7 separate regions of the Mus musculus genome follow, and regions 1, 2, 3, 4, 5 and 7 are each linked to region 6. Evidence: chromatin contacts called from public HiChIP or PLAC-seq, Micro-C and promoter capture Hi-C data. All regions are on one chromosome and are shown on one strand. The core of a region is the stretch at or near the end of the contact, and the rest is flanking DNA. Distances in the headings are between cores, read along the strand shown.

Region 1 (4,408 bases), core at 836-3,335, 540 kb after region 6:
AGGAACTAGGTTTCTGGCCAGGGTTAAGCAAATGAGAGCTTCCTACCCCCACCATCTGGTGAAGAAAATAAGCACAGGATTACTGCTTATGACTGGACACCAACGTGTATGATTGCCTCACTGTAAGTGGCACAAAACATGCCACTAAAATGTTGCTAATTATTCTGCCCTTCAATTAAAACAACAGAGATTTTTAGACTATGTTCCATTTGAAAGCCTTTGTTCATTTACACAATACGTAGCAAACATCTGCTTCAGAAGACGTCTACAGAATTTTAATAGGTTAAGCTAGGTACTATACAGTTTTGAAAAGGACTAGATGGTAATTACATGGAGCTTTGTGAGACCTGAAAGTCGCTCTGCTCAGCTCTGCCACTGTTGTTCGTCCATAGGTGCTCTCTAAATAATGTTCATGGCTAGGCTTCACTACTGCTTCATTTATACAGCTGAAGCAAACCAGACAGGCTGTAGTTTGTCAACTCCATTTGCTATTCATGAGACACATGTTCCCTTGAAGCTGAGCCATCCCAGGTGACTGAGAATCTACCGACTTTGTGGAACAGTATCCATGTTGAGCAAAACAAAACATGATATCCATCTATTGGTACCCATGTCCTGACTGATAAACCTGCTTAGAGACCATGAATCCTAGCCTACCATTGCTGCTACCAGCAAGAACAGTGGTATTTCTGGGCCCAACAGTGTTGTGTGGTGACCATTCAAAAAAAGTTTATTTTTTTTCCCTGTCACAAAGGCCTAGCCTCTGTTTTAGACACATTCACAGAATTTTTGCAAGTGGACCATATACTTTCCTGTATTTGCCTATAGCACTCATCAGACATCTTCATTCCAGTGACTTAAGATAGTGAGGCACTCACAGAGCCACAGCTATAGAGCCTGGTGGATGAGTAGCCCACTCTGTTTCTGTGTAAAATGCCCAGACAGGTGGGCCCTAGAGTCTTGCATGTTCTTCTGATTTTTTTTTTAATGTTACCACTAGCTGCTGTCTTCTGCCTGATGCATCTGCCTCTCCTGTCCTTAGTTTGCCTTGCTGAGTTTATTCTTGTCTGCTCTGGGCTGAGAAAGTAGATGACATGAATCCAAATTGGAGTAAGGATATATATAGATAGATTGTGCATGTGCTGGGTTCTATCTTTGTTACATGTCCTAAACTTGTGTCCACTGTTCACTTATAAGAAGTCAAGGAAAATTTTATTATTCTTAACCTTTAATATAGCTAAACATTTAGTTTTTTATTTGGGTATTTTATTTACATAATTATTTATATGTCTATTTTTAAGAAAGGATCTTATACTAAGGCTTAGACTGATGAAACTTGCTATGTTTGACCTGGAATTCATGGCAGTCTTCTCATGCTGGCTTTCTAAGTGCTGCGTTATAGACATGAGTCACCACATTGAGCTTTAACATTTGCTTTTTTTTCCTTGCCTTTTGTTTTTCTTTTGTCCCCTCTTTTTATACTTTTTGTGAAGACTGTCACATAAACAGATGAAAGTTCACTGTCCAAGAGAAGATTGCATAGTAACGTTATTAGAGTTTGACTATGTGCTATATGGAGAGCCGCTGGAGTGGACATGTGTTCTGTTTTTCTTTTTCCCATAAAGTATGAGTTTTACCCTCATAATCATACTTCAGGATAGATTTTATCACTCTCACTTTGTATATGAGAAAACCAAACTTCAGATGACTCTGATATTTTATATAAGTTCATGGACAGGACCCTGAAGCGAGTTATTCTGGAGCTATTGTGGCCTTTCCTGGTGTTATTCTCCATTCCCTTGATTCAGAATCATACATGACCCAAAGCTCTTACAAGATCTCTCATTACTCTTGTCTTCCTCCTTCTAGGAGTATGAGTTCACCGTGTTGCCCAATGCCTACATGATCCACATGCCCCATGCCCCTAGTTTCGACATCACTAAGTTCCGTTCCAACAAGCAATACCGCATCTGTCTCAAAACCCTGAAGGAAGAGTTTCAACAAGACATGTCCCGACGATATGGCTTTGCTGCCTTGAAATATCTCACAGCTGAGAACAACAGCTAGCACTACTAGGGAGAGCCACCACTAGGGAGAGACGTGCCACAAGGGAAGAACCACTTCCTGCTGGGGCCCAGCCTTTGAAGACAAAAGCCAACACTGCTTTTCTTTGGTTTGTTTCCCTTTGTCTCTTTGGCCCCACAAAGCTGCTCTCTTCTGAAGTCTTGGACAGAGACCCAGCCCACCATGGGTGCTTCCAGGATGGGACATAGAAGAGTGGAAGCAAATGAAGAGTTTAACATCATCACAAAGCCACAGACCAAGTCAGGGCTTCTGGATATTCCCATTGCTTTTTAACAGTTATGGGTCAAACCTTAGCTGTTGAGAAAGTAAGAGCAATAAAGCTTCCTACGATGGAAATGTATCCTGCCACCTAGCTGGGTACCCATATGGACAGCAACCCAAGGACCCAAACAAACATCTGGAGACTCTCATATGGACATTACACATGAGGGACCTGAAGGAGGGATGAATTGGTTGTTTATTCTCAAAGTCACTCTTGTTTTGTTTTGAGTTGTTTGAATTTGGGGGATTTTGTTCATTTTGATCTAGAAATCTAAGTTTTTTAAAAAATCTAATCCTTAAAGCTCTGAAAGAAAAATCAACTCCCTCGATCAACACCCCTCAGCAGCAGTGGCCCTGCAAGTCAAGCACCCGTGGAGGATGTTCCTGGGTGAACAGCTTCCTTCATGATGAACACTGAGACCACCTGATTCCAAGTTTCCACTCTCTAGATCCAGTACTATGACAGGGACTACAGAAATATGAGTCCAAACACTATATGCAACTCACATTTTCTATGGACCATCACCAAGCCACAAGGAAAGGGCTTCATGGAACTACTTCAGCACTCACAGAAGGTATGATTCCCTTCTTGGGCCTATAGAAGAACTTGAACAGTTCACAGAAGTCCAATTTGAACACTTGTATGACTACATTGAAGCCACTGGAAGAAATGGGTCAGGTATCTCTGTGTTCTTCCCTGCCTCACTGTTGAAAGTGAGGGAGCTGATGAACTTAGTTTCCCCTCAGGACCTGTCCAAGTGTTGGCACGAACCTCTTCATTGTGCATATGGAAGACACTGGACCCATTTTCTTTACTCTTCACTATTAATGTTGTGTTTACATTGATGAGAACAAGAGCTAATGGCATACCCTGTACTGGGCTGTTTGTATTGAGTTGACATGTGACCAGCGAAAGCTGCATTCAATAAATGAAGTACAGACTGTTTCTTCCTCTTCTCCCTCCCACCCTTGTAAGAAGCCACATGACACACTTGGTCTAGAAGGCAAAGTCAAATCTGTGCACAGCACCTCACACTTTCTGTTCTTATATCTCATCTTTCTCTTGTCTAAAATGTCACCTTTGTTTCCCTCCCAATTCAAGGAAAATTCAGATTTTCCATGGTGCATCTGTCTCACCACTGTAGCCAGATGTTTTACATTTTAAGTATGCAAACTATGATAAACAGTATCATTCAATTGAATAGCCTGTCTTTAAGGGATATCTTGTCCTGTAGAGTCCCATGATAGTCCAATCAATGAGACCACTACATGTGGTATGTTCAAGGGTGTTCCCCTAAATTAATACAAAATGAAGAAAATTGTAATTAGAATTAATTGTCACAGTGGTACAGACAAGTTTGTGTCTTTATTCATTACTTCTTTTGTTACTAGGACAACATCTGACAAAGGTGTTTATTTTGGTTCAGAGTTTGAGAATCTAGCCCATCTTGGAAGGAAAGGCATGGTAGCAGGAACTTGAAGCAACTGATCACATTGCACCTGTAGTCAGGAAGCAGAAAGAGATGAGGATCAGCACTCAGACTGATTTCTCCTTTTTTGTTCAATCAGGGACCCCATCCAATGGGATGATTCTGCGAGGGACTTTTCACTTGAGTTAGCCTAATGTAGATAATCTCTCAGATATGTTTAGAGGTTGATTATCCTAGTTAACTAGATGATTCTAGATAACTAGGTGATTATCCTAGTTAATTTTAGATCCTATCAAGTGGACAATATTAACTATCACATTGTATGTACATATATATCATATTATATATATAATATATAAAGAAAATATCTGCATGTATAGCATATATGCAGGATTTATCATTATCAAGGTAATACATGAACATAATCCATGAGTACCATTACGAAAAAAAATAACAAAAAGGTGTTCAAAATCATATTAAGTTGAGTTTCTTCAGTAATGGGTGCTGCAGCCACCTCTCAAAGGTTCACAAAATTTACTGTCCTTCTCTCTCCAGTCGCCATGTTCAGTGACTTTCCCTAAATGCCATGATTGGCTATTTAATATTTCCCTTTAGCACTGACTGCTCTTTTC
Region 2 (4,140 bases), core at 749-3,248, 780 kb after region 6:
GTAAAGGAGCTTGTCTATGAATTTGACCACCAGAGTTTGACCAGTGACCCCCGTAAACTGTCCTCTGACCTCCACACATACCCACAACACAGAGATAAGTAAAAGTAATTAACTTTTTTTTTTTTTAATCAAAGAAGTAGGGTCTATCCTCCTCTGACTCTTGAAAGGAAGCTGACCCAAAGTTGCCCTGTCCTGGAACGGTTTAGGCTCCATAAGTGGGAAGGATCCCAGGCCCGAGCTGGCCCAGCTGGCATGTGAGAAGGGAGGGAAGAAGATGCCAAAAGATGCAGTACAGAGGGGACATGGGTGTCACTTTCCCCCGAACCTGATCGCAGCACCCAGCATGGCCAGTCCTTATATAGTCACCAGGCAGTCAATTCAAGGGCGTTAAGGGAGGTCATGGCAGCTGACGTCCAGAACATCTGACCCTCGCCCAGGCAGGTCCGATCCTTGATTTGGAACCTTCGCCACCATCAATCCCCCTTGCCCAAGATTAAGTTCAGGAATCCTTGCTCTAACCTGACTCTGGCCTTTTCGTTGCCCCCGCCCTCAACCCCAACCCCGCAGCACCTGTCCTCCTAACCGTAAACAAGAGCGCTCCTTTTCTTCCCTCCCACCTCATTTGCAGCCTCCTTTCCACAGCGCCTCTGTCCCCAGGGTTCGCTCCTCCACCTGCGCGAGCGTGGGAGCACTCCACGATCTCAGCCTCTGCCTCCTCCCCCATCCAGCTCCAGGATCTAGCCTGTCTCCTCCTTTCGTCTCCATCATCAAGCTAGGGGCAACCTCCCTCCTGGTAACTCCTACAATCCTCGACTCACCTGGCTCATACTTCAGGTAGATGATGGAGACGATGAAGTAGCTGAGGTCGAAAACAGGGAAGAGCGGCACCCGCGAGAAGCTGAGCGCTAGCTCGCCCAGGCTCAGCGCTGACATCAGGTCCATGGCGATGGAGGGCGCCTCCCCGGCCCCGTGCGTCCCGCGCCCCGCTGCCCGACGAATGCTCCCTCGCCACTGAGCCCGCCCCACTGCCAGGCACCGCCCCCCGCCTGCCCCCACCCCTCGGGAGAGGAGGGGTGGTGGGGGACTCCTAGCAGCCGGGAGCCCAAAATGCGGGGCCGTAGGGACGTCAGAACTCGTTCAACAGAGCCAAAAAGGCGATCTGTCCCCTGCATCCAGCACACACAAGAGGGAATCTTGTCCTTAAACATCTGCGTAGTTAGAATCCTGTCCCTTTTCCATGGGACTAACCAATTCAGGACCCCTATTTCCCTCAAAACCCGCGCCCTCGGAAGATCTCAGCCAAGAATATCATGTTTCATTCCTGAGGATCCAAAGTCAGAACCCCGCCTCCCACAAGGGGACCTCAACCAAACCCTCACGTTCTGTTTGGTTTTGTCTCTCTAAAAGGCTCCACAAGTCAGAACCCTCCTCTTTGTGGACCCCAGCCCAGACTGGATCCACTAAGTTAGGACCCTCCCGCTTCAGGAGGCCCCACAAGTTAAGATCCATCCTCTGTAGACCTTAATCCAGGCCTTATGTTCTGTAAGTCTGTCCGGTCAGGACTCTCATTCTCCGTGGGGTTACTCGAGTCAGACCTGGGAGGTCCGTGGGAGGTACAACTCAGGCAGGAGGTCATCCTGACTCTATGCACTCTGAGCCGGGATCGCAGTTCTCCGTGGGGACCCAAGTGGAGTCCTTTTGGAGTTCAGGCATCTGCCGCGCCCATATCCATATCCAAGCCGTTCACGGGCGGCTCAAGGGTCAAGGGCGCAATTTCTGTAGCCCGGAATCCATAGCCCAACCAACCCCCGAGCGGCATCAACAGCAGGGACCAGCTGTGGCACGTAACACTGAGCATGCGCGCGCGCACCCCAAGCTCCGCCCTGTAGGTGACATCATGCTACATCCTCAGTCGAACCCAACCAATGCTGATTCAGAATTGGTCAGTTCTCGTTCCACTTTCCGCCCCTCATCACGGCTTCCGTTTCCGGTTTGACGGACGCCTTGGGTGTAAGGATGATCGGAGACATACTGCTGTTCGGGTAATATGAATGAGGGGTGTTAGAGGTCGGAGAGTGGCAGTCAGAGGGGTGGGGGTGACCCTTACTGACCGTTACTGTCCCTCCGCAGGACGCTACTGATGAACGCCGGGGCTGTGCTCAACTTTAAACTGTGAGTAGGCCGCGACAGGCGGTGTCCCAGACAGCCAGGCCCTCCCACAGCCAGTCCCCGCCCACACCCTTGGTCACCGCCAGTCCCGCCCTGTGCATGCTCCACGCCCCACTAATCCTACCTCTAGCCACGCCTCCGCGCTGCTTCACCAGGCTCTGACAGTTCTGTATCACTCCAGGATCTTTAAATCTGTACTCTCTAGACCAGGGAACGGCTCAGCGGGCAGAGGCGCTTGCTGCCAAGCCTGACTACTTGAGTCCGATTCCCGGATCCCCCATGGTAGAAATCCTGTTGATTGTCCTTTTGATCTCCACACAACTGCTGCGGGATGGCACACTCATTCTTTTTTTTTTTTTTTTTTTTTTTTTTGGTTTTTCGAGACAGGGTTTCTCTGTGTAGCCCTGGCTATCCTGGAACTCACTCTGTAGACCAGGTTGGCCTCGAACTCAGAAATCCGCCTGCCTCTGCCTCCCAAGTGCTGGGATTAAAGGCGTGCGCCACCACGCCCGGCCCGGCACACTCATTCTTACTTGCAGATTAATATTAAACAAACAAAAAAAAATCTGCACCCTGGGATTGCTTGCATCTCCAAAGAGCCTCATGCTCAGGCTTATCCCTCAAGAATGCCTTTCTGGCTCTTGGACCCACTCTATCCTGTCTGTGGCTGCACACCCAGCTGTGATGGACTAGGCTGGTTGAGAGTGTCTCACAGAGGGTTGTATCACTGCCCCAGGTCACACTGCAAGTCGGGGGCAGAGCTGAAGTTCATGCCCTTCCTAGCTGAGTGTCAGGGTCAGGAAATCCGATGGTGTTTATGTTTCACGGAAAGCTGGAGTTATCTGCTGTTCTTTATAGGAAAAAGAAGGACACACAAGGCTTTGGGGAAGAATCGAAGGAACCCAGCACAGGTAAGCATGTCTTTCTACCTTCAACACTTTAAGTCGATTCCAGGGTGCCTGTTCTCTCTCACCAACCTGCGCTTTCCTCTCTTTTTCCTTTTTATTGTTGAGATGTGGTATTAGAGGGCCATGACTAGCCTTGAATGCCTGCTCCCTCTGCCTCTGCCTCTGCCTCCTAGGTGTTTGAATGACAAGAGTACTCCACCATGCTCTGTTCATCAGCTTTATTGAGTGCGTACCATATTGCCAGCCACTTAGCTGACTGCTCTGTCGGGGTGTGGGTAAAGAAAGTGATCCTGCCCTGTGGGACTCAGCCCAGGGCGATTCAGAGGGTGTTCTGGAGGGATAGTGAAAGTGGGTGTCAGGAAGGTGCTGCTGCCGCTGCCGCTGCTGCTGCTGCTGCCGCTGCTGCCGCTGCCGCTGCTGCCGCCGCCAGCGTGGGTTGATGTGACATGGCAGAGGTCCTTTCCATGACAAGTGTGGATATGATTAGAGTTTTGAGCCAGCCTCAGCCCCAGAGTGAGACCTGGTCTCAAAATCCAATTTACAGAAGCTGCTAAAAGGCCCATCAGGCAAAGGCAGTTGCCACCAAGACTGACTGGGTTCAATTCCCCAGGTTTTACATCGTAGGAGAGAATTGATAGTTTGTCCTCTGACTTAAACATATTCTGCTCTATTTTAAAACAAAAAACCAACAACATTTATTAAAAAAAAAAACAAAAAACAAAAAGCTAAGGAGGTAAACCAGAGCGATGGCAGGTGATGTGTTCTGGTGCGCATGCAGTGCTCTAAGTTCGGCCACAAAGTGTGGAGATGGCAAATTCTCAGTCTAGCCAACCTGGGCCTGGTAACTAGGACCCACGGCTCAGGAAGAACTCTAATTGGACAGACTTGAGCCACGTGCCCATTCTTGCACCATTCAGAGGCATTGGGAATTGGTGCTCCACAAGGATGCATCAGGGGCTGCCACAGATGTTTGGTAGTAGGTTGGGTTACAGCCTCATGAACCATACTTTCTGGCTTTGCAGGAGACAACATCCGAGAGTTTTTACTAAGCCTGAGGTATTTC
Region 3 (4,098 bases), core at 653-3,152, 680 kb after region 6:
AGGCCCACCGTGCTTGAACGATGGGATTGGCTTTCCCCTAAAGAGCCCCATCTAACTTCCCACCAGAAGGCCTTCCTGGGCTCCAGCCACGGACCAGACCAAGGACTCTCACCCGCATGGGAACCATCTAGTATGCCCTCTCTCCCTGCCCTCTCCTCCCTTTGGCCCTGGGGCTGACCAAGACATCCTGGGGGGCCTCTATTTTGTTCTCAGCTCTTCTGCAGTGTACAGTGGTGTCTGGGATGCCTGAGACTGAGAACCTGTTATCTCTGGCCTCCGTGAGGCCCAGAGACCTAGGACTGCCCCTTGTCCACCCCCCCAACACCCCACCCCTGCAAGCTGGGTCCATAGCTTCCCACAGCCAGACCCCCACCCGGGGTCGCATGGAAAGCTTGTGGCCGTCCTCTGCGTCCACCCGCCCAGAGCACCAGAACTCTGGTGGAACACGGGTTTTCTCCCACTCCCTTTATTCCCCCATGACCGCTGCGCTGCAAGACCACACACACACCCATCAAACACACACACCAGGCATACACATCAAACACATCACACACATACACCAGACACACCCATCATATAACATACACTAAACATATCACACACACATAGACAAACACATATCAGATATATACAAACACATACACAAGACATACCCATCAGACACACATACCATACACACACCATATACATACCAGGCACACACTACACACATACACTACACACAAACAATACATACACCAGACACACTACATACATACATACATACATACATACATACACACACATGCATATATACACACCACACACACATACACACACATCAGACAAATATGGGGGACAAAGATATCCACAGGACACACCTAGCTGACATACTGACACCTATTTGAAATACACATAGAACACACCCAGAGGTTTACCAAACTCTAAGATTACCAATTTATCTTTGAATTGTTTGACAGTTTAATTCTTTACATTACATTTTGTTTTTGTTTTTGTTCTTAGTTTGTGTGCCTGTGTGGCAGTCAATGGAGGACCTGTGGGAATCACTTCTCTATTCCCAGCACTTAGGTCCCAGGACTGAACTCAGGTCCTCAGGCTTGCCACAAGAACCTTTATGTAATGAGCCATGTACTTTTTGAGATCAAGCCTCTCGTTGAGCCTGTCTCACATATTCAGCTAGACTGGGATCTGCCTGACTGTACCCCTGGGTTTGCAGGTGCATGCTGGTGAACTGAGCTCTTAAGTGGGGCTAGGGATTTGAACTCAGGTCCTCATGCTTGTACAAAGAACACTTTTATTAACTGAGCCATGGCACAGGACCTACCTTTTCCCCATTCGTTTAATTTTCCTTTTCCTCCCTCCCTCCCTCCACCCCTCCATCCCTCTCTCCTTACTTTCTCTTTTGTCAGTGTGTCTTATGTATCTGAGGCAGACCTTGAACACCTGATCTTCCTCCATGCATCTTGTCACCTGTTGAGTCAGGTGAGAGGCTAGGATGTCTCTGGGAACTGCCAATGTTGGGGTTCTAGCCTGGGACTCCAGCACCAATCTCCACTCCCCACTCCAAATTTACTTTTAAATAAAATCTTGGGGCAGACAAAATGGCTTCACAGACAAAGGTGATTGCCATTCACCAGGGCCACAAGATAAGAGAGAAATGAAACCTCTGATCTCCACATGTGTACTGGGGTACACACATACTCCCACAGAATAAAAAATAAATGCACTTAAGTAGATAAGAAATAGCACATGAAACAAGATACCATCCGGAACACGAACTGACAAACAGGAGAGCTCCTCAAGCCCAGAAGGGGTAGTTGTCATAAAGCTGCACATGATGGCTCACACCTGTGCTTCGACCACTCCAGTGCACTCTGCTTTACCTACCGGCCTAAAGCCTGAAAGCAGTCCTGAGGCAAAGAATTTCACAGAAACAGCCTCCTGGAACCTTGGCATTCCCATAGCCTGTTTATTCAAAGCCTGTCCCCACGTTAGTCTGGTGTTTGGATCCATGTGCTCTCTTTCAGAATTGTTTTCTTATAAGTGCCTTTAAGGTTTGATTTTGACATAGCTAAGCCTCCACCAGTGTTCCAATGGTTCCTAGAAAATCCTTGAAGCCGACCCTGAGCTTGGAATTCACTAAGAATGTTACCTATTCAGTAACACTTAAATTCACTTCTAGTAGAGACTGTGATACTAATTAGGCATTACAAAGTACAGAACTAGGAAAGCTCAGGGCTAGTCTGCATAGTAATTACTTAGGACAATAGCTGAGTCACACCCAAACACAGGAATACACAATGGCCTAGCAAATAGGTGGATTGTCACATGAAAGAGTTAGTGGAAGGGAATTCCCCTGGTACAGGTTTCTTCACTAGGTCCAGAGGAATAGCGTAATCAGGTATTTACTAAAGAACCCCTGGTGGTGAGTTTAACAATAGACTAGCATTGCATCAGAGCATTCACCTGGCTCCATTTTAAGTGGTAAATGTGGCCTGGTCCCCGCCAACTTTTTATGTATGCATTCTTATTTGTTTTGTGTCAATGTAACTTGGTGGATGTGTTCACCTGGCTTTTTTTGTTTTTCTTCTGTATAAAAAAGTCTGGTGTTCGTTTGGACAATGCATTCAGATTCAACACACTCCCTTGTGTCGTGTCTGTTTGTCACCCCATTCTCACCAACTCCTTGCCCACCTGCAACCAGAAATTCGTTCCCCACAGATAGGAGACCCAATAGAGGTTAGACTGCGGCACACCTGTTACCACAAGACTGAGGCAGGAGTATTGTGGCTTTGAGGCCAGTTTGAGTTACACACTGAGACTCTGTCTTGAAGGAAGGAAGGAGAATCTTCATAGAACATTTGCCTTTCTCCTTTGTGTGTACACATGTGTGTGCATATGTGTGTGGTTTGTTCAAGTAGGGTCTCACACCATAGCTCAGGCTATGTAATCCAGGCTAGCATTGAACTTGCAGTAGTTTTCCAGCCTCAGATTCCTGAGTTCTGGAAAAGCAGGTGCATCACCCCATCTACCTACAGTAATTATTCTGTATGTGTTGTATTCATATGTGCACTCTCATATGCATGCTCCATGTATGCATGTATGCATGTTTGTGTGTGTGCATGCTTGTATGTGCCTTGTGTGTGTGCATGTTCAAGTGTGCATTCACATGCCTGTATGTGTACATCCTCATGTGTTCATATTCATATACTCATGTATGTGCATGCTCACATGTATGTGCTGTCAGTGGTCACCATAAGGTATTTTTTTTTCATCCACTCTCCACTTTGGTAAGAGGGCCTCACTGACCTTGGATCTCACAAGTTCAGCTGTACTAACTGGCCAGCAGATCCTCTGATCCTCCTGCCTCTACCCCACACAGAGCATGGGAGACGTACAGCACCACAATGGCTTCTTACATGCACACTGGGGATCTAAGGGCAAGTCAGCCCACTTTCATAGCAAGCACATTGTTAACTGAGTCATCTTCCTGCAATTCTCCTTCTTTTCTGGATTTCATCCATTAAAAATCCTTTGGGAGGTAGGCAGGTGGATATTTGTGAGTTCAAGGCCAACCTGGCATACACAGTGAGTTCCAGGACAAACAGAGCTCCACAGGAAAACCCTGTCTTGAAAAACAAACAACAAAAACAAAATCCAAGTGACTTATTTTGTCTCCTGTTATTAAGTCTGAACACAATTCCCTTCATTCCCCTGAACTACTTCCTGCCTGGATCTGTCTAAAGAAAAATGCAGGTACAGAGGGAGGTAGGCATTGGTTTTTCAGGTTTTGTTTCAAAGTTCTTCCTGTCTACATTCCAAATCCTGCAAGTTAGTTTTGAAGAAGGCATCATGGAGTTAAACAAGAAAGTGACATAGTGGGTGGATGAAAACAGACACATATAGATGTGTGAATGGGTGGATAGATTTGTGAACGGAAGGTTGAGGGATCAATGGGCAAATGGGTAGATGGATAGACAGGTGGATGAATGGGTGGATGGTCAGATGAATGAATAATTGACAGATGGATGTGTAGGTTGGTGAAAAATCAACTTGCAGTCACTTGGGAAGAATGTGTTTCTAGAGACAAGTACACAA
Region 4 (3,896 bases), core at 612-3,111, 630 kb after region 6:
GAGTTAGGTGCTGGGCTGAGACTCAACAGGACACAGTTCTCCAAGCAATGTGAGAAATTCCCTCATATTTTATGAATTAGGGAAAGGTAAGGATACACTTTCATTTTTTTACTAAAGGAAGTGTTTAAACACCAGAGCCTTCAAGTTAGGGGACTGGTAAAGTTGAAATGACATGAGGGTCTTCTTCTGGCTTCAGTACCCTGAATATCCACAAGAAACCAGCCCAGGCCGTCTACACTTCCTGAGAGCAGACAGGCAGGTCAGTACCAAGATCTGTGGGAAGCGGTCTGACTGACAGCCTGGGTTCTAGCTCCACCCACCTGTCACTAGGATGAGTCCCTTACCTAAACCAAGCCACACCTCCCAGAAGATTCTAGAAGACACGGACATTAACTCAGAAACAACCCAATACGCCTAACTGCTCTGTGTCTACAAAACAGTTCCTGTTCATACCACACTGGTTCCAGATTAGTAAGTGCTATTGAAAAGCATCGTAGGGACAAGAGCTAAGAGATCATAAGTAATATTTTCCTGCAGTATTAACAAAAAATGCTTCCCCAAACAATCAAAATCTGTACCCCATTTATTTTCTGTATTTGGGCATGTACCACAGATCTCAAGGGCAGGTCAACAACTTGTAGGAGTTAATTCTCATCTCTCTAGGGCTGAAACTCGGGTGGTCAGGCTTGGTGGCTGGCACTGCTACCCTCTGGGACATCTTACCCACCCCCAAATCAACATTTTAAATAAAGACTACACCCAACACTCCCTGTTCAGGCCTCGATTCCCCAATTCCTTCACCCCTTCCAGGAATCCCATCAGTTCCTCAGAACCACCTCATCTTGCGACTGTTTTAGAAGAGATTCCCAGGGCCCTCCAATCCTGTGCATGATTAACAGCTGAGGAGACACAGTGTAGTTGGTTTGGGGGTTAGAGGGCTCAGCCCCCAGCTCCTGGGTGTACAAGGCCCTGCAGATTACCTCTGGCTTTTGAACTCCTTCATGATCTCCAGGAAGCCGTTGTAGGTGGCAGGGTCACTGCCAAAGCGGATCTTCACCTGGTCGAGGTAGGTGAGAGCGTCCTCCACCTGTGGGGAACAAGAAGGCCAGAGGTGGGCCAGGGTCGCGCGATGCAGTGACTGATGGCTGGAAGGCCAGGGATAGAAGAGGGGTGGCACGGGGCAGCAGAGGGCCGCGAGGATAACTGCGGTGTTACTGGGAGGGCCGACGTCCGACTAGAAGGACCGAGAGCCTGCGGGTAGGACCAAGAGCCTGCGGGTAGTCCCGAGAGCCTGCGGGTAGTCCCGAGGGGCCTCGAGGAGTTCCGGGTTGGACCGAGGACCGGCGGGGACGACCGAAGGGTCTCGAGGAGGACGCGAAATCCCTTGGAAGACCGAGGGGCGTAAAAGGGAAACTACGGGCCAACTAGGAGGATCGAAGGTTTTCGGGGTGCACCGAAGGGTCCCGGGGATGACAGGGATCGCAGGAATGACTGAGAGATGTCGAGAAAGACCTCTGTATCTCTGAGAAGTCCGAGGAGCGGCGGAAATGAATTGTTAGGGGGAAACCGAGGGGCTGCCGCGAAGACCGAAGGATTCCGCGGAAGGGGTGTGGGGTCCCCGGGCCCGGCTGCGCAGAGAGGAGGCCAAGGCGGGGCCGCACGGCGGGGCGCCATCCCCGCGGGGGTCCGAGTCCCCAGGAAGAGGCTAAGGACATCACTCACGTGCACCGGCAGCTTCTCGTGCCCTCCGGAGCCCGAACGACCCCAGCGGGAGCCACCGAATCCCCGGCCCGCGGAGCCTCCGCTGCCTGCATGCGCCATGTTGGAAGTCAGAGCCGCTTCTGCCCCGCCTCCGCCTGAGCCCTGGTCGCGCTTGCGCGGGCCCCGCCTCCTAGGGGGTGGAGACTCGTGGCGTCAAATAGGGGAGTGTCCACATAAGGGCCTTGCTGGACGGGGCGGGAGGTCTTTCTCAACTTATGTGCCCTGGGGGTCTGTGGCCACCTGGAAGGCCTAAAGTGTTTTTTGATTTGTTTTGTTGGAGGGAAAGAAAGTAAAGCAAAGTTGAAGAATATTTCAAAACGCATTAATTCTATAAACTTCACATTTCAGTGTGCAGGCTCGCTTGTGATCTCAGTACCGGGGAGTCTGAGAGGAGACCACTGAGAGGTCTAACCTAAACTGGGGTACATAGTTAAGACTGCATCTCTAGGGGCTGGAGAGATGGCTCAACGCTCAACGGTAAGAGCACCGACTGCTCTTCCGAAGGTCCTTAGTTCAAATCCCAGCAAATACATGGTGGCTCACAACCACTCGTAATGAGATCTGACGCCTTCTTCTGGTGCATCTGAAGACAGCTACAGTTTACTTATTTATAATCATAAGTAAGTCTTTGGGCAGGAGCGAGCAGGGTTGGCAGGAGCGAGCAGAGGTCCTAAAATTCAATTCCCAGCAGTCACATGAAGGCTCACAACCTTCACTGTAGTGTACTCAAATACATTAAATAAATAAAACTTAAAAAAAAAAAAAGAAAAAAGACTGCATCTTTAAAAAAAAAAATGACAGTTAGGTGTTGACCTTGTCTCAAAAAGAGAGAGAGGGAAAACAAGCTTAGATGTCTGTGTTGACCCAAGACCTCAATAGTGATATTTGCAAGGCTCTGGTGCTTTCTGGAACAAGTTTCTGAATGTCTATTCTGTGAGGTTGATACAGCAATGGGCTGTAGGTGAGCAGCATCCATTCAAGAGCCATGTGGACTGAATTCTTGCACTGGGTGTGTATGTGTGTGTGTGCACGTGTGTGTACATATGTGTAGGTAAACTCACTCCTGTGTGTGTGTGTGTGTGTGTGTGTGTGTGTGTGTGTGTACAGAGACCAGAGATGGGCACAATCTTTTATCACCCAGCCCTTGTGTTTTGGGGGCAGCATCTCTTACTGAACCTGTAGCTCATTGTCTTCACTTGATACAGTGGCCATGGGTCCACCTGTCTCCACAGTAGTGCTGGGGTCACAGCCCCTAGTCTGGATCCTCCTGCTTGCTTAGAGCAAGCTCTTTACCCATTAACTCCTCTCAGAGTGACATTCCTTGATTCCGTTCACAAATGTGTGCAAACCTGGATCATGGGACCTCTGCTTCCAGGCTGACCTATCCTCCGTTCCAAACACCTACATAGTGGCTCACAACTGCTTGTAACTCCAATTTCAGGAGATCTGGCACCTTCACTGACCTCTGTAGACACTAGGCACATGTGGTACACATGTGATACATGCCAATTGAATATCCATATATTCATAAAACAACTTTTAAATTTAAACAAGGTGGAAATCAGAAGAGGAAACTACTTGATGTGGACCTCTGGCCCCCACATGCTTCCATACACACATGCATCCCTATGTGCACATGATAACATAAGGACCTAATCAGCTCTCACCCCTTAGCTTCCTCCCTGCTGCCAGTGCCCTCCACGCTGTGAGGATGTGCTCCCAGCACATGCCAGCCAAATCCAAACTCCAGCAATCACCGGGCATGTCAAAAGTAATGGGGCTTTATACACATACTTATGACCCCAGAAGAGGTGGTTTTCTGGCAGGCATGGTGGCCAGCAATGAAGCAGTAGTGACAGAATCCTAGAGCAAGGTGGCAAGCCAAGATGACTACATTGGCCAGGTTAAGCGACTGCAATGTTAGTTTTGAGTCATTTGGAAAGAGGGAACCTCAACCAAGAAAATGCCTCCATCTAGCTGGCCTGTGGGCAAGTCTGTGGGGGATTTTTCTTAATTGATGGTTGATGTGGAAAGCTCCAGCCCACTGTGGGTTCTGACTATCCTGGGCTGCTGGTCCTGCTGAGTTTAAGAAATCAGGCTGAGCAAGCCAAGGGGAGCAAGCCACTAAGCAGCAC
Region 5 (4,169 bases), core at 149-2,648, 970 kb before region 6:
AAAACATTTCTTTGGGGCTAGCTTATACTTTCAGAGGTTTAATAAAGCATTGTCATGGTGAGAAGCATGGAAGACATGGTGATGGAGAAGATGGGAGTTCAACATACAGATCAGTAAGTAGCAGGAAGAGAAGCAGGAAGGCCTGACTTGAGCATCTGAGACTTCCAAGCCAGTGATTCACTTCCTTCAACAAAGCCACATCTATTCCAAGAAAACCACACCCCATAACAGTGCCACTCCTTATGAGGTTGTGGGGCTATTTTCTTTCTAATCATCATGAGTGACATGGTCAAATCAGGAAAGGGTCTATATTACTGGAACTTTTTTTTCAACAGTCATTTTATACCATGTTCTTAACAAACATCCAGGTCTTAGAAAAAGCTGAAAAAAAAATCAGCAGACAAGGTTTTTAATTTCCACATGTGTACTTCAGCATTTCCCAAGGGTAACGTCAGGAAAGTCAAATAAGTCTCCAAATTCCAGAGCCAAGCTAAATACCTTTCATGTCTGAAGAGCCTTTAGGTGCAAATTCTTATCTGGCTATGGCCAGTCAAAGGTCAAAAATGAACACATTTCAACGATGTCAATGAATCCTTCTAAAATCTAGGATATTGTACACCAATAAGCATTTTGACTGGGTAGGGGCAATAAAATTGCTTCTAAAGATAATAGAATTAGCGGTGTATTGAGAGCCTCAAGTTGACAGATCTAGGCTCAAATATGGTTTAGCCCCTTCACTTGAATTACATTAAGCTTTACCTACATTTCAGAATTTTTGGAGATTACTGAATGTACCTAACTGAGCATCGAGGTGAAGATTTCCCAAGGGTTCCTTGTTATTGTTGTTATCTTTGTCTGTTATGATCCTAATTTTCCCAGAGCCACTTATTCACTTTTGATTTGCTGTCAGAATTAAGAAATTGTCTTCAGGAACTTTGTAGAATCCCAGTACATGTTTGTGGGCTGGAATTTCTTTGCCCCTATAACCAGGTGAAACATTCTCATCAACCAGCATTCTTGAACTATATGTAGCAAGTAGAGGAGCTAGGATTTGGTCCCTGGTTTCCTAAGCAAACTTCAGTGACTTGTCCCCTGTATACATGCCAACAGGCAGTCTCCTTTGCAATGTCTTACAACAAGACCATCATGGTATACTTTGGAGATTACTTTCCACCTAGTTGCATAGAAAAGACATAAACAATTATTACTGTTTTTCTCATTGCTTCAACCAAATTCCTGATGTGAGGCAAATAAAGAAAGAGAAAAGTGTGCTATCTCCTGAGTTTTTGATCTTAGTCATGCTGACTGGTATAAGATGGCAATTCCTTCCACCAGCCTTTAGTAGGCTAAACAACTCCTGTCCAGAGTCTGCTCCTGGCATTTGCAATTCCCTGCCAGAGCTTTGAGGAGTTGGCTGCCTGCTGAGCTTGCTTTGCAACTCAATCCAGCTGGAACAAAGGGATGGGTCTGTGGGTTTTGCCTATATAAATACAGAGCTGAAAATTTAATTTTGAGCCTTGATCAGAAACCTTTGTCTTGGCTTCATCCTTCTCTCATTCACCCATCCTTTTTAATTTCCAGACTCCCTTTCTGGTATACCCAGTTCATCCATGGTTGCTGTACAGCTACAAGATGGAATCTCAAAGACGTTTGATTTGCATTTCCCTGATTTCTAAGGACTTTTAACATTTCTTTAAGTGTTTCTTAGCCATTCCTCTGTTCAGAATTCTCAGGCTAGCTCTGTGCCCCCATTAAATTGGGGTTATTTGGGTTGTTGGTGTTTAACTTAATGAGTTCTATATAAATTTTTGATGTTAGTCCTCTGTCAGATGTAGAGTTGGCAAAGATCCTTTCCCAATCTGTAAGGCTGCCAATTTGTCCTATTGACACTGTCCTTTGCCTTACAAAAGCTTTGTAGTTTCATGAGGCCCCATTTATCAATTGTTAACTTTAGAGCCTGAACCACTGGTTGTCTGTTCAGGAAATTGTCTTCTGTACTAATACATTCAATGATATTTCCTACTTTCTCTTTATGAGATTTTGTGTATCCAGTTTTATATTGAGGCCCCTGATCCACTTGGATTTGGGTATTGTGCATGGTGATAAATACAAAGCCACTTCAATGCTGGTGAGGATGTGGAGCAAGGGGAACACTCCTTAGTTGCTGCTGGGAGTATAAACTTGTACAATCAAGTTGGAAATCAATCTGGCATTTTCTCAGAAAACTGGGAATAGTCCACCTGAAAACCCAGCTATACCATTCCTGGGCATATATCAAAAAGATGTTCTCTAATCCCACAAAGACACTTGCTCAATGTTCATAGCAGCTTTATTTGTAATAGCCAGAAACGGAAACAACCCAGATGTCCCTCAACCTAAGAATTGATAAAGAAAGTTTGGTAATGAAAGGAAATAAAACTTGTGACTTGTGATTCATGTAATGTATGTCAAATAGCCCAAAGAGTTGTTTGTGAGCTTTGAAACCTGGGGCTGAGAACATAGCAGAACAGACCAGGACATGCCCGGGCAGGCCCATCGCCTCCCTATCTCCCACCCCTCTGACCTAAGTTAAATGTTAGCAGGCTGCTGATGTTTAAATGGACCAATCATGTGAAACAGCGCCAATTCCTCCACCAGCCCCACTCCTTTTCTATAAAAACCCCTAGCTTCCAAGCTTTGTGGTCGAATCCACTGTCTCCTGTGTGAGATACATGGCAGTTGAGTGGGGGTTTCCCCACTAGGTTATTTCAGTAGTATTTGGTAAGTATTCCACAACAGAATATTATTCAGCTATGAAAAACAAATACATCATGAATCTTGTAGGCAAATGAATGGATCTTGAGAATATCATCTTGAGTGAGGTAACCCAGTCCCAAAAGGACATGCACGGTATGTATTCCACTTAAAAGTGGATATTAGCCATAAAATACAGGATGCCCACGCTATTACTCCACAGACCCAGGGAGACTGGGCAGGAAGGAGGACACAGACAAGGATGCTTGAATTTCACTTGGAAATGGGGAATGGAATAGTCATAGAAAGCAGATAGAAGGAGAGAACTGATGGGAGAGGAGAACATGAAAGTAGTAGGGGAATATTTGGGGTTGAGTGTGGGGAAGAGCAGGGGGGATGGCCAGTTGGTCATGAGAATGAATGGAAATCTGCAAATGACTAGTCTGGGTTAGGGGTATCTCCAGGAAGAGACAAAGACCTGGAACAGGGAAGGTACCCAATCAATTGGGATGGCCTTAGCTGTGACTCAAGGCATTGAGGATATGGAGCCTTGGGAGGCTGCCTTCTGTGGCTAGGCAGGAAGCTTGGTGGAGTGATAAGGACATCAACCCACCTATAAAACTTATGACCTAAAACTTATCCTGTCTACCAAAAATGCAGGGATTGAGAATGGAGCAGAGACCAAGGGAATGGCTAACCAATAACCAGCACAAATTGAGACCCATCCCATGGGAAGCACTAGTCCCCGGCACTATTAATGATACTCTATTATGGTAGCAGACAGGAGTCTAGTATGACTGTCCTCTGAGAGACTGCACCAAATAACTGACTCAGACAGATACATATAAACATGTCCAAACAAAACTTCAGGATTCTTATGGAAGAGTAAGAAAAAGTATTGCAGCTACTAAGGGGATAAGAACTCCACAGGAAGACCACCAGTCAACTAACCTGGACCCATAGGTTTTTCAGAGACTGAAATACCAGCAAAGAAAATACACAGGTTGGACCTAGGCCTCCCCACACATATGTAACAAATGTGCAGCTTGGTCTTCATGTGTTCTCTGAACAACTGGATTGGGGACTATCAGAAAAGCAGTTGGCTATATGTGTGGTATGTTCTAGCTAGGCTGCCTTGGCTGGCCTCAGTAGGAAAGGACGTGCCTAGCCTCTTAGAGACATGAAGTACCAAGGTGGGAGGATATCCAGGGGGACCTCACCTGCTCAGAGAAGGGAAGGAGGAATTGGGGAAGGCTTGTGGGAGGGAAAGACTGGGAGGGGGGTCAATGAGTAGCATGTAAACTGATAAAGTAAAAACTAAATTCACATGTATGTCATCCCTAGGGGATTTCTATTGTACCTTGGGCTTTACAGAGTCCTTTACATTTACACAGGCCACTCAGGAAATTTATGAAGGTAATGTCACCATGCCTTCC
Region 6 (4,239 bases), core at 612-3,111:
ATTCCAAGACTCTCCTTTCCCTTATTAACATGTTAATGTATTGTAATAATGCATTTTTACACCATTGATGAACTGAAGCGAAGCGATAAATAAAAAGAAAGCACACATTACTGCTTCAATTTTACCCAGTTCCAAGGTGGGGGCTGGTGTGGGGGAGGAGGAAGAAAGTAGAAAGGACTGCCGTTCTGCAATAAAATAAAATAAAATAAAATAAAACGATCTCTTTGTTTTCTGGGAGTTCTAGAACAAAGCTGTATGTTAGAGGAAGAACTGAGCTGCCTTCGAGCTAAAAGGCTTGGCATTAAACTTTGACACTTTAATGGCTTTTAGGATATTAGATACTATTTTACCATATAATGTTCTTTTCCGACACAATAATGGCATCAAACCCAGATACGATTTGCTATCCCTGCAACGTTCGTGGTAAGACTTATTCTGGTAGAGATAAGACATCAGGACCCCAGCATCGCAGTTAACTATTCCGAAGCAACCGCTACCTTCGGTTCGCATCCTCCAAGACTTAGGCTCCTACTGATTAGGTAAACAGCGCTGGGAACTGAGGGAGAGCCCCTGCTGGTGGTAAAAGGGGTCCTGGCTTCTAGAGAACGCAGGGAAGCCGAGAGTGTCGAGCAGGTCAAAGGACGGTCCAAGGGTGTAGGTATCAAGGCCAGAGCTGGGGATGAGGGATGGGATCAGAGAGGAGCTGGATCTTCGAATGCGAGATTAGAGTGATGCTCCACCTCGGGTAAGATAGTCAGCTCAGAGTCCCGAGATAGGAAGCCCTTTCTAAGGCATCCCACCTCTCTCCATCCTCCCCAGCCATTAAAAGACAGTGGGTGGGCTGCCGGAGGAGATAAGCGCAGGGGAAGACAGAGATTCAGTGGCTCCTACGGATTGGGGGAGGTGGGGACTCTGGGGGAAGGGGCCCCCAGAAGCCAAGGGACCTAGTTGAGGAAAAAACCCGGAAGCTGGATCGCAGTTTCGGAGCTCCGTCTTCCAGTGGGAGTAGACCGTCCGCTCTGGTCCTCTTTCTCACCCAGGCTCTGCTTCAGCCTCAAGGGAGGGTATTCTCCCAAGGGACATCCCATCCCCTTTACTATAACCAAATCTTTCCGCTCCTTCCGCAGTCCGGGCGGACTCTCCGCATCCTCACCTTCCTCATCAACATCCGGAGGCTTAGATGTCCCTTTAGTGGACGTTGAAAGCGGGGCTCTGAGCAAGAGTAAAATTAGAAAGGAGGTGCATCTATGCGTGTATATATGGACACAAAAATGTAGTTTCCTCTGGTGAGGGGGACCAGAGTCTTGCACAGGATTCTTGGATCCAGAATCCAAGCAAGATGATGTCAAACCGCTCAAATCGGGCCTCTTCACAGCTCTGGCTGCCCCATGACCGGTCAACCTAGGGGAGAGCCGCGTTCCCAACCGAAGGAAAAGCAGGGTAAACTTCCTACTTCCCCCCAAACCGTTATTTTGTAAAAGGAGTGGCACGGTGACCCACCCTGCTCGCAAACCGGAAGCAACAATTGCGAACTCAACCCGCCTCTCTTCACTCTCTTTCATCCAAATCTGGGGTAGCCGGAGTCCGGGAAAGAAGGGCGGGGAGCTCCAGCTAGCACCCTTTTCCCGAGACCCGGCCCGGGCTCCGGGCTCCGGGTGTTTCATCCGCCTGCGTTCCAATGAACCAAGGAGCGGAGGGAGGCGCTTGGTCGTAGGCGTAGCCTAGGCAGGGCGGGCACTAGAGACGCACATTCCTGGCGCTACCCATTGGCTGTCCATGCGATCACGGGGAGGAGGCGTGGCCCCGAGGCGGGCTCCGGTCCCGCCCCCGCTCGGAACCCAGCCCAGGATCGCGGTCCTTCCCCCTCGCCCCCCAGCTGCACAGACATGACACAGACACACAGTCACTGCAGCTGCCGAACGAGCCCGACGCTCTAAGCACGCGGCGGCGGCTGGACTAGCCTGGAGCTCCAACACCAGCGCCCGCCAGCGCGCTCCCACGCCGGTCCCCGCACAGCGATTCTCTCCCGGCCCCGCGCGGGAAGCGGGGATCGCGCGCCTGTCCGTTCGCGGCTCCAGGCTGCCCACAGCGTCTGCAGCGGACGAGCGGCTCCAAACCTGAGCGCTCCGGGAAGCCGGCGCGTCTCCAAGGTGGCGGCGGGGGCTGCCCGCCCGGGCTCCCCGCACCCATCGGGCTGCGTCCCGCTCGCGGCGCCCCGGCGGCCGTGACCTTCCAAGGAGCATCTATCCCGGCCCCGCGCCCCCGGTCCCGCGCCCCAGGCCCGGGCGAGGCCCTCTTCAGCGCCCGCTTCTCGCGGAGCCGCGGGCGGGCGGCGCAGGCCCGGGGGGTGGGGGGGAGGGTCACCGCAAGCAGCTACGGTCGGTCCCAGTGCTCGTTCGCCACGCTGGTCTCTCGGTCCGGCTGAGCTGCCTCCAGCCTCCTGCCTCCTGCCTCGCCTCTTCTCCGTGGCTGGGGCTGCCGGTGTACTTGCCTGGCCGGGCCGGTTGCGGGCAGGCCCTGCCCTGAAGGGGTTAAGCGGTCAGGGGCGCGGAAGGTGAAGCCGGCAGAGCTGCGGCTCCCCGTTTCTTCCTGGCGCTGGTTTCCCGGATCCAACCCAGGGCGGCCCCCAGGCCCTTGCCCATGCGAGGCGCCCAGGGCTTGGAAGAGTCCTTCTGGCGTAGAGCAGCTCTCGGCAGCCGCCTCGGAGGAGGAGAAAGAAGGGAGAGTGCTCAGTCCCGGCAAGGCGGACCTTTCCTATTGATATTTGGAGCCCAAGGCTGTCCCGAAGTCTGTGCTTGGCACCGTCGGTCGGTCGGGTTAGAACAGCTCCAGCTGGGATCTCCACCAGGACCCACTGCACTTAGTAGGCGTCAGTGGCACCACGCGGTTCAGCTCTTTCGGAGTGTACCTCTGCCTGGATGTAGTCAAGGCCAAGGTAAGAGCCCTGATGTGCGAGAGAACCATCGTGGGAACGCTTTAGTGAGCAATGCTGGACAACTTATCCAAACCTGTGGCTGGTACCCGGTGTGCTTAGGATGCTAGTAAAAAGGATGGGCACACCGTTTCTGACTTGGCTTTGAGTCCCGGAAAAGCAGGAGGTGGAAGACCCCAATCTCTAGTGTCCCCAGGATCTGTCTCAGGGCCTGACATGCTCTTAGGTGTACAAGATATTGATAGGCAAGAGCGAGTTGGTGTGTGTGTGTAGGGGGCAGGTTCTTAGTAACACCTGGAGGTATTGTTTTCCCGCCACCCTGGGACCCTTCCTGCTTTTCTTCGACGTTCACCTGCCTTTTATGATGGGATGCCCAGAGAACTTTCCAATAGGTTGAAAAGAGGCCGGGTTGGGTGTATGCATCCACATTTTCCAAAAGCTCTTTAGGATAAAGTGGTTGGATGGCATGGATACCCGTGAGGGGGAGTCCCAACCAACATACCTGGTCTGTCCTGTTACACTAAACTTCTTGTAGTCATCAGTGTCTACTCAGAGCTTCCTGTAAATGTCATTGCTTCTGGAGGTTGGAATGATAAGTATGTTTATCATGAAGTTATACTGTTCATCGCCTTGAAATGCCCCCGCTCTGTAAGGATAGTTCTTTCTATAAGCTGTCTTTACCAGTGTGAGATTTATTAAACCTGTGCACTTCTGGACTTTAAATGGGTCACTTGAGAGGGAACAGATTGTCTTTTGCTGACCCAGTCCATCTCCTGGGTGACCCTTTTTAATAGGGATGCACTGGTTTGGGTTTTGTTTTTTGTTTTTTTGTTTTCCCTGTTCCAGTGCTGATGTACCTCAGTTGAGTAGGTTTCTGCTGAATTCTGAATCTGTGAATTTTGTCACTCAGTCCATTAAAATGATATCCCGAGGGAGCAAAAGAGCAGCTTACATTTTCTGTGAATGTCACAGGAAGTTTACTGAGTCTTATGTAAGTGTCTCAAAAGAGAACTCATACTCTTTCTTCCTTTAGGGCGACAGAGGGAGGTTGGAGGGAGTGGCACGCCACCCTTTCTGACACAGGCGGGCACCCAAAGTGCTTTCTTATGAGTGGAGGCAGGCATCTGAGGCTGATGTTTCTTTTTGCCTCTCCTGCCTTCCCACCTCAGGATTCACTTTGATAGACTCCAGATTGGGAATGATATAAATTAGGAAAAGAACAGTGGTGATTTCTTTTCTCGTCTCTCACAAATGGTTGATATGAATCAATTACTCATCTGTGTGTTGGGACCTTACTGGAGCAGGAA
Region 7 (3,953 bases), core at 558-3,057, 570 kb before region 6:
ACCATTATTATAAAGCACTTTGCAATTGGAGTTGGGGAAAACAGAGGAAAGGCAAGATAGAGTGATATACACAACACTAGGGTTTAAAACTTTATCCAAGAGACACACATCTTGTTTTTTGTAGTGTCCAAATCCTTCTTCCATGCACCCCCAACACACATACACAGGAAGATTTTCTATTTATTCTGTGACTATCAAGGGGCTTGCCACTGTGCTGAGGAATTTTCCTATTCTCTCTCATTTGATTTCCATACTTGTCACATATTGGGAATGAAAAGCAGGCCAGCAGTTTTAAATAAACAACAGCCAGTAAATTGCTTCCATGCAGGGGAAAGAAGCCCTGGTTCTATCTGCCTGCAGTCTAGGTGCCTTCAGATGAAGGTATGAAACCAGTTTCTAAAATGCTTATTCACAGTCTTTGCAGAGAGCTGTATCCATCTTGAAGACTCTGCACCCCATCACTGCTTTTGAACTAAGGATGTACTGAACAACTTGGGAGCCAATAGTTGGGGGTGGGGGGCAAGCTATTCTGTCCCAAGTAGGGTATGGTTTAAGATAGAATTTTTAAGTTGACAATGAAAGTAATTTCTCTGCATCAATGGAAGTTAAACATTGAATATTCAAACACTGGAGAGTAAAGAAATATTTAAAAGAAACAGAAATAAAAAACAATTAAAGGTATTACCATAACTCACCCTGAGCAAAAGAGAGGTATAGTTCAAGAAGCAGAAATCTAGCTAAACTGAAGAGAGGAACATGTAAATTCCCATATAAGGAACATAGCCAGGAAGCCTCCCTTCAGTATAGATGCCTCTACTGAAAGAGTATAGCATCTATCTGAACAGTAAAAGTCAAGTTTGTGAGGGTATCAGCAGGTTCCATGTCTGTTCTAAGAGACTGTTTTCATGATAGAAGATAAAGGAATCTGGCACTTGGTGTTTTTTTATGGACATGTGGTATTCCATAGTTTCTACTTTTTCCTATGTTAATCTTAAGGGTCTCTTTCTCCCAGCCACAATCATGATGAAAACATCTTTCCATTTGGTTATTTTCTCTCTTCCTTCCTCTTACCCACACCTCTCCTTTCTCACTTTATCTTACGCAGATCTCAAAGACCACAAGATTCTTCCACTACTGTCAGAATTGCATTTTTCTGGAAAATAAAAGTAAAAATCTCTGCTTGTGGCTTCCCAGAGAAGTCCAAAACCAAAAGGAGGCTTTGTGTGGGTGGGTGTGCTCATCCACCGACTCATGCCCAGGACTCTGTACATGTGTTAGAGTGTGAATGGAGGGAAGAGGATTAACAGGAAATGAGAACAAGCATAGCTATGTTTAAACCTTCTCCCCTGTCTAATCTCTTATTGACTGAGAATCAGCATGAGGAGGAGAAGGTGTCTGGGGGGAATGAACACTAATCCCTTTTTCTGTCTTTGGTGGCTTCCCTCACCATCCCCTCCTCTGCAGGATACTTCAAGTAGGGCCTACCAGTGAGAGAACATCCAGGGTAATAAATTCAGAAGTTAAAACCCCACCTTAAGAGATGTATTAGCCTTGTTCCCACCAATACATCCTTAAAGAAAGCACAAGGAGAGTGACTCCAGAGCACTCTAGACTGCTTAAGATGGATATGGGAAATACAGACAAGGTATGGGCTTCATCTACAGGAGAAACAAGAGGGAAAAATGAAGTGAAATTAGAGTAGATTAAAGAAAAAGAACTTTTCTCTTCAAACTTAGTTCTCTGCCTACAAACTGGGTTAGGCAACTTGCTTGCTTAAAGTACACAACACCATTTGTGGAATGATGTAATGAATCACATAGTTCAAGGTAAATGTCCTGCTGACAAGAAAGAAGTCTGGCCCTTGTCTTTCTGGTCCACATTGCCAAAACCCAACTGAAAACAACAGTCTGGCAATATTTGTCAAGTGACTCCATTTTTATGCATTCTATGTGAATTTTCAACTAAGCTCCAGAATCCAAGGTCATGGACAGTATTAGTCCCAGTTAGTGTTCAGCTACTCAGTGCCAGCTGAGATGGCTCCCTCAGTAGTGCTTGCTTTGTAAGCATGAGGTCTCATCATTAGTTCCTCATCAAAGATGCAAAAGCTAGACATGGTGGCACACATCTATAACTTTGAAGATGGAGAAAATCAGTGACAAGCAGAGCTCCAGCTTGCTAGCCAACCTATTGAACCAATCAATGAGCTCCAGGTTCAGTGATCTTTACATGCATATGCATGTATACTTGCACACACACCCACACACACACACACACACACTTGAAAAAGAAGAACACATTGTAGAGCAAGTAAGACTTAACAACTATTAGGTGAAACTAGACAAAGGGCAAAGGATCGGGTTCCTTCATTTAAAGGAAAGAGCTAGACAAAGTTCCATATATCAGAGCAACATATTAGAGAAAGTGTAGTGGCTCAGAATGACAGGATCAGGCACACGTGTCAAGCCACCAAGTTCAAATATTATGTGCAGATGGGTGTGTGTATGTAAGGATGTAGTCCTAGAGGAGTTAAAAGGTAAACAGTCAGATTCTAATTGATTTTTTTGAAATTATAATCATTGAGTATATGATGAAATTTTCAGACATGTAATCAGGAAAGGAATGATCTAATTGCATTTATATTTGAAATGTTTTATTCCTTCTATGAGGAATACATGAAAGGAAGTTAAGCTAGTTAGAGGCTGAGACAATGATCCAGATGAGTGATGAAAGTGACCCGATTGTGGGAAGACTTGGGAGTTGGAGATCAGAGGAAGTTGTGAATGAGAGGATGTGATGGAAAAAAGAGATTTGAGGAAGCTGCTTGGCAGCAACTAAATGACAATTGGATACAGGAGAATAGTCAGGAAAGACTTTCTTTCTGGCGTTTATTATCCAGCATGGCAGATGATAGCACCAGGTGCTAGACGAGAAGAAGGAACATAGAGGGAGACAAATAAAGAGGAGTTGAGTCATTCAAGAGAAGTGCTGACTACAGACCAAGACCTGGGAGGCATTAGCCACTGGGGGCATAAAGACCACAGCACCAGATGAGATTCTACAGGATGATATGGAACCTGCAACCATGCTATTCTACCCTCCTCCTCCCAGGTCAAGTCCTTTGACTCAGCCTTCTATCAGAGCACGCATAAGGCTGAGACCTACAAATGCAGTAATTTGGTAAGAGGGGGATTCCTTATTATTCGGTTTGTGTATGAAGAAATCCCTCTGTGCTTGCTGTCCACTGTGGTTCCTAGAGTTGGCTATCATTATACTATGTGTCTTGTCGCTTTTACCTTGCAGCTTCCTTTAACATTTAGAAAAAAATTATTTTGAAAACACAAGCAAGTTATAATTCTGTTTAAGGAATAGAGGTAAAGGAAGTTTTGTCAGTCTTGATTCCAGCTCTTAGAAGGGAAGCTGCAGCCTTTAGAGTTTGATAATAGTGTCACAGGAAGTGCTATAGTTGGATAAGTGTCCCCTAAAAATCGATGTTTTATTAGTACTATGGTGCCTTTGAACGGTTCTAGAAACTTTAGGAGACAGGAATTTGTGGGAGGTTTTAGGTCACTGAAGATGTGTCCCTGAAGGGCATTGTTAGACCCTAGTCTACCCCACCTCTCTCTTTTCAAGGCCGATTCAAAGGCCAGAGGGAACAGGTAACTGGAATAAAGTAGAAATTCTGATGTTTTCTTTGGCATGCTAAAAATCTATGCCTGTAAATTTAATTTTTCAAAGTCTGTTTTTAATGATGGCTCTTTAATGCTTTAACCTCCCTTTTAACCCACCACCCACCAGAGGTAGTGGGAAAGAAAATATACAAGGGAAGTGGACCTGTTTAGAAAGGTTTTTTGGAACAACTCGAATCTGTGTTATCTAGAAATTGGCAGTTCAGTTCACAGGTTAGCGGTGGCAGCTCAATCCATTCACAAACACTTCATGGAAATATCAGGTCA

What was found. Promoter capture Hi-C pulls out the DNA fragments that hold promoters and counts their contacts. Hi-C and Micro-C count contacts between places; a contact is called where the count stands out from the background. HiChIP or PLAC-seq counts read pairs in DNA pulled down with a chosen protein or histone mark.
Region 1: a contact with region 6 is called in an H3K4me3 HiChIP or PLAC-seq map of bone marrow-derived macrophages, with 3 times the contacts expected there. The contact joins the enhancer-like site here to the promoter of Large1 in region 6. A contact is called at or near these places in 4 of 39 promoter capture datasets (the 3T3-L1 cell line, embryonic stem cells, hippocampal neurons and 1 more) and 7 of 115 datasets of contacts at active chromatin or transcription factors (bone marrow-derived macrophages, embryonic forebrain, embryonic stem cells and 2 more).
Region 2: a Micro-C map of embryonic stem cells shows a contact between it and region 6, with 8 times the contacts expected there. The contact joins the promoter of Smim7 here to the promoter of Large1 in region 6. A contact is called at or near these places in 3 of 484 Hi-C or Micro-C datasets (embryonic stem cells and uterus) and 2 of 115 datasets of contacts at active chromatin or transcription factors (embryonic stem cells and pancreatic cancer cells).
Region 3: a contact with region 6 is called in an H3K4me3 HiChIP or PLAC-seq map of embryonic stem cells, with 4 times the contacts expected there. The contact joins the enhancer-like site here to the promoter of Large1 in region 6. A contact is called at or near these places in 3 of 39 promoter capture datasets (cranial neural crest, embryonic stem cells and stem cell-derived epiblast-like cells), 2 of 484 Hi-C or Micro-C datasets (cortical neurons and embryonic stem cells), 12 of 115 datasets of contacts at active chromatin or transcription factors (embryonic forebrain, embryonic stem cells, neural tube and 3 more) and 1 of 9 other capture datasets (embryonic stem cells).
Region 4: a contact with region 6 is called in an H3K4me3 HiChIP or PLAC-seq map of stem cell-derived neural progenitor cells, with 4 times the contacts expected there. The contact joins the promoter of Sin3b here to the promoter of Large1 in region 6. A contact is called at or near these places in 6 of 39 promoter capture datasets (cranial neural crest, embryonic stem cells, hippocampal neurons and 2 more), 6 of 484 Hi-C or Micro-C datasets (embryonic stem cells, muscle stem cells, rod photoreceptor and 1 more), 8 of 115 datasets of contacts at active chromatin or transcription factors (the NIH/3T3 cell line, astrocytes, embryonic forebrain and 2 more) and 2 of 9 other capture datasets (adipose tissue and embryonic stem cells).
Region 5: a promoter capture Hi-C map of stem cell-derived epiblast-like cells shows a contact between it and region 6, with 7 times the contacts expected there. The contact joins the enhancer-like site here to the promoter of Large1 in region 6. A contact is called at or near these places in 8 of 39 promoter capture datasets (the 3T3-L1 cell line, the C10 cell line, embryonic stem cells and 3 more), 7 of 115 datasets of contacts at active chromatin or transcription factors (embryonic forebrain, embryonic stem cells, forebrain and 2 more) and 1 of 9 other capture datasets (embryonic stem cells).
Region 7: a promoter capture Hi-C map of liver shows a contact between it and region 6, with 2.5 times the contacts expected there. The contact joins the enhancer-like site here to the promoter of Large1 in region 6. A contact is called at or near these places in 9 of 39 promoter capture datasets (the 3T3-L1 cell line, the C10 cell line, cranial neural crest and 4 more), 3 of 484 Hi-C or Micro-C datasets (cerebral cortex and forebrain), 13 of 115 datasets of contacts at active chromatin or transcription factors (SST interneurons, bone marrow-derived macrophages, cardiomyocytes and 6 more) and 1 of 9 other capture datasets (embryonic stem cells).

What each region holds. Positions count from the first base shown.
Region 1 is chr8:72,813,483-72,817,890 of GRCm38.p6, reverse strand. Large1 (LARGE xylosyl- and glucuronyltransferase 1) reads left to right here. Exons shown (of 15, transcript NM_010687.2): 15 at 1,870-3,293. The coding sequence ends at 2,067. Among named protein-coding and RNA genes, the nearest start is that of Gm39198, 29 kb to the right of the region's middle. Within about 2 kb of position 2,085, at least 44 of the 459 cell types and tissues checked have an H3K27ac peak or open chromatin away from gene starts, as enhancers often do. A contact at or near this core is called in bone marrow-derived macrophages, where this site is marked.
Region 2 is chr8:72,568,906-72,573,045 of GRCm38.p6, reverse strand. It overlaps Smim7 (small integral membrane protein 7), which reads left to right and starts at 1,998. Exons shown (of 5, transcript NM_172396.3): 1 at 1,998-2,042; 2 at 2,131-2,172; 3 at 3,028-3,080; 4 at 4,100-4,140. The coding sequence starts at 2,017. It overlaps Tmem38a (transmembrane protein 38A), which reads right to left and starts at 1,223. Exons shown (of 6, transcript NM_144534.2): 1 at 819-1,223. The coding sequence starts at 942.
Region 3 is chr8:72,675,290-72,679,387 of GRCm38.p6, reverse strand. All of the region lies in intron 9 of Nwd1 (NACHT and WD repeat domain containing 1), which reads right to left. Among named protein-coding and RNA genes, the nearest start is that of Nwd1, 31 kb to the right of the region's middle. Within about 2 kb of position 1,902, at least 19 of the 459 cell types and tissues checked have an H3K27ac peak or open chromatin away from gene starts, as enhancers often do. A contact at or near this core is called in embryonic stem cells and stem cell-derived epiblast-like cells, where this site is marked.
Region 4 is chr8:72,721,235-72,725,130 of GRCm38.p6, reverse strand. It overlaps Sin3b (transcriptional regulator, SIN3B (yeast)), which reads right to left and starts at 1,861. Exons shown (of 19, transcript NM_009188.4): 1 at 1,723-1,861; 2 at 981-1,087. The coding sequence starts at 1,821.
Region 5 is chr8:74,324,955-74,329,123 of GRCm38.p6, reverse strand. No RefSeq gene overlaps it. Among named protein-coding and RNA genes, the nearest start is that of Isx, 550 kb to the left of the region's middle. Within about 2 kb of position 1,398, at least 8 of the 459 cell types and tissues checked have an H3K27ac peak or open chromatin away from gene starts, as enhancers often do. A contact at or near this core is called in stem cell-derived epiblast-like cells, where this site is marked.
Region 6 is chr8:73,351,162-73,355,400 of GRCm38.p6, reverse strand. It overlaps Large1 (LARGE xylosyl- and glucuronyltransferase 1), which reads left to right and starts at 1,861. Exons shown (of 15, transcript NM_010687.2): 1 at 1,861-2,935.
Region 7 is chr8:73,918,660-73,922,612 of GRCm38.p6, reverse strand. No RefSeq gene overlaps it. Among named protein-coding and RNA genes, the nearest start is that of Large1, 570 kb to the right of the region's middle. Within about 2 kb of position 1,807, at least 4 of the 459 cell types and tissues checked have an H3K27ac peak or open chromatin away from gene starts, as enhancers often do. A contact at or near this core is called in liver, where this site is marked.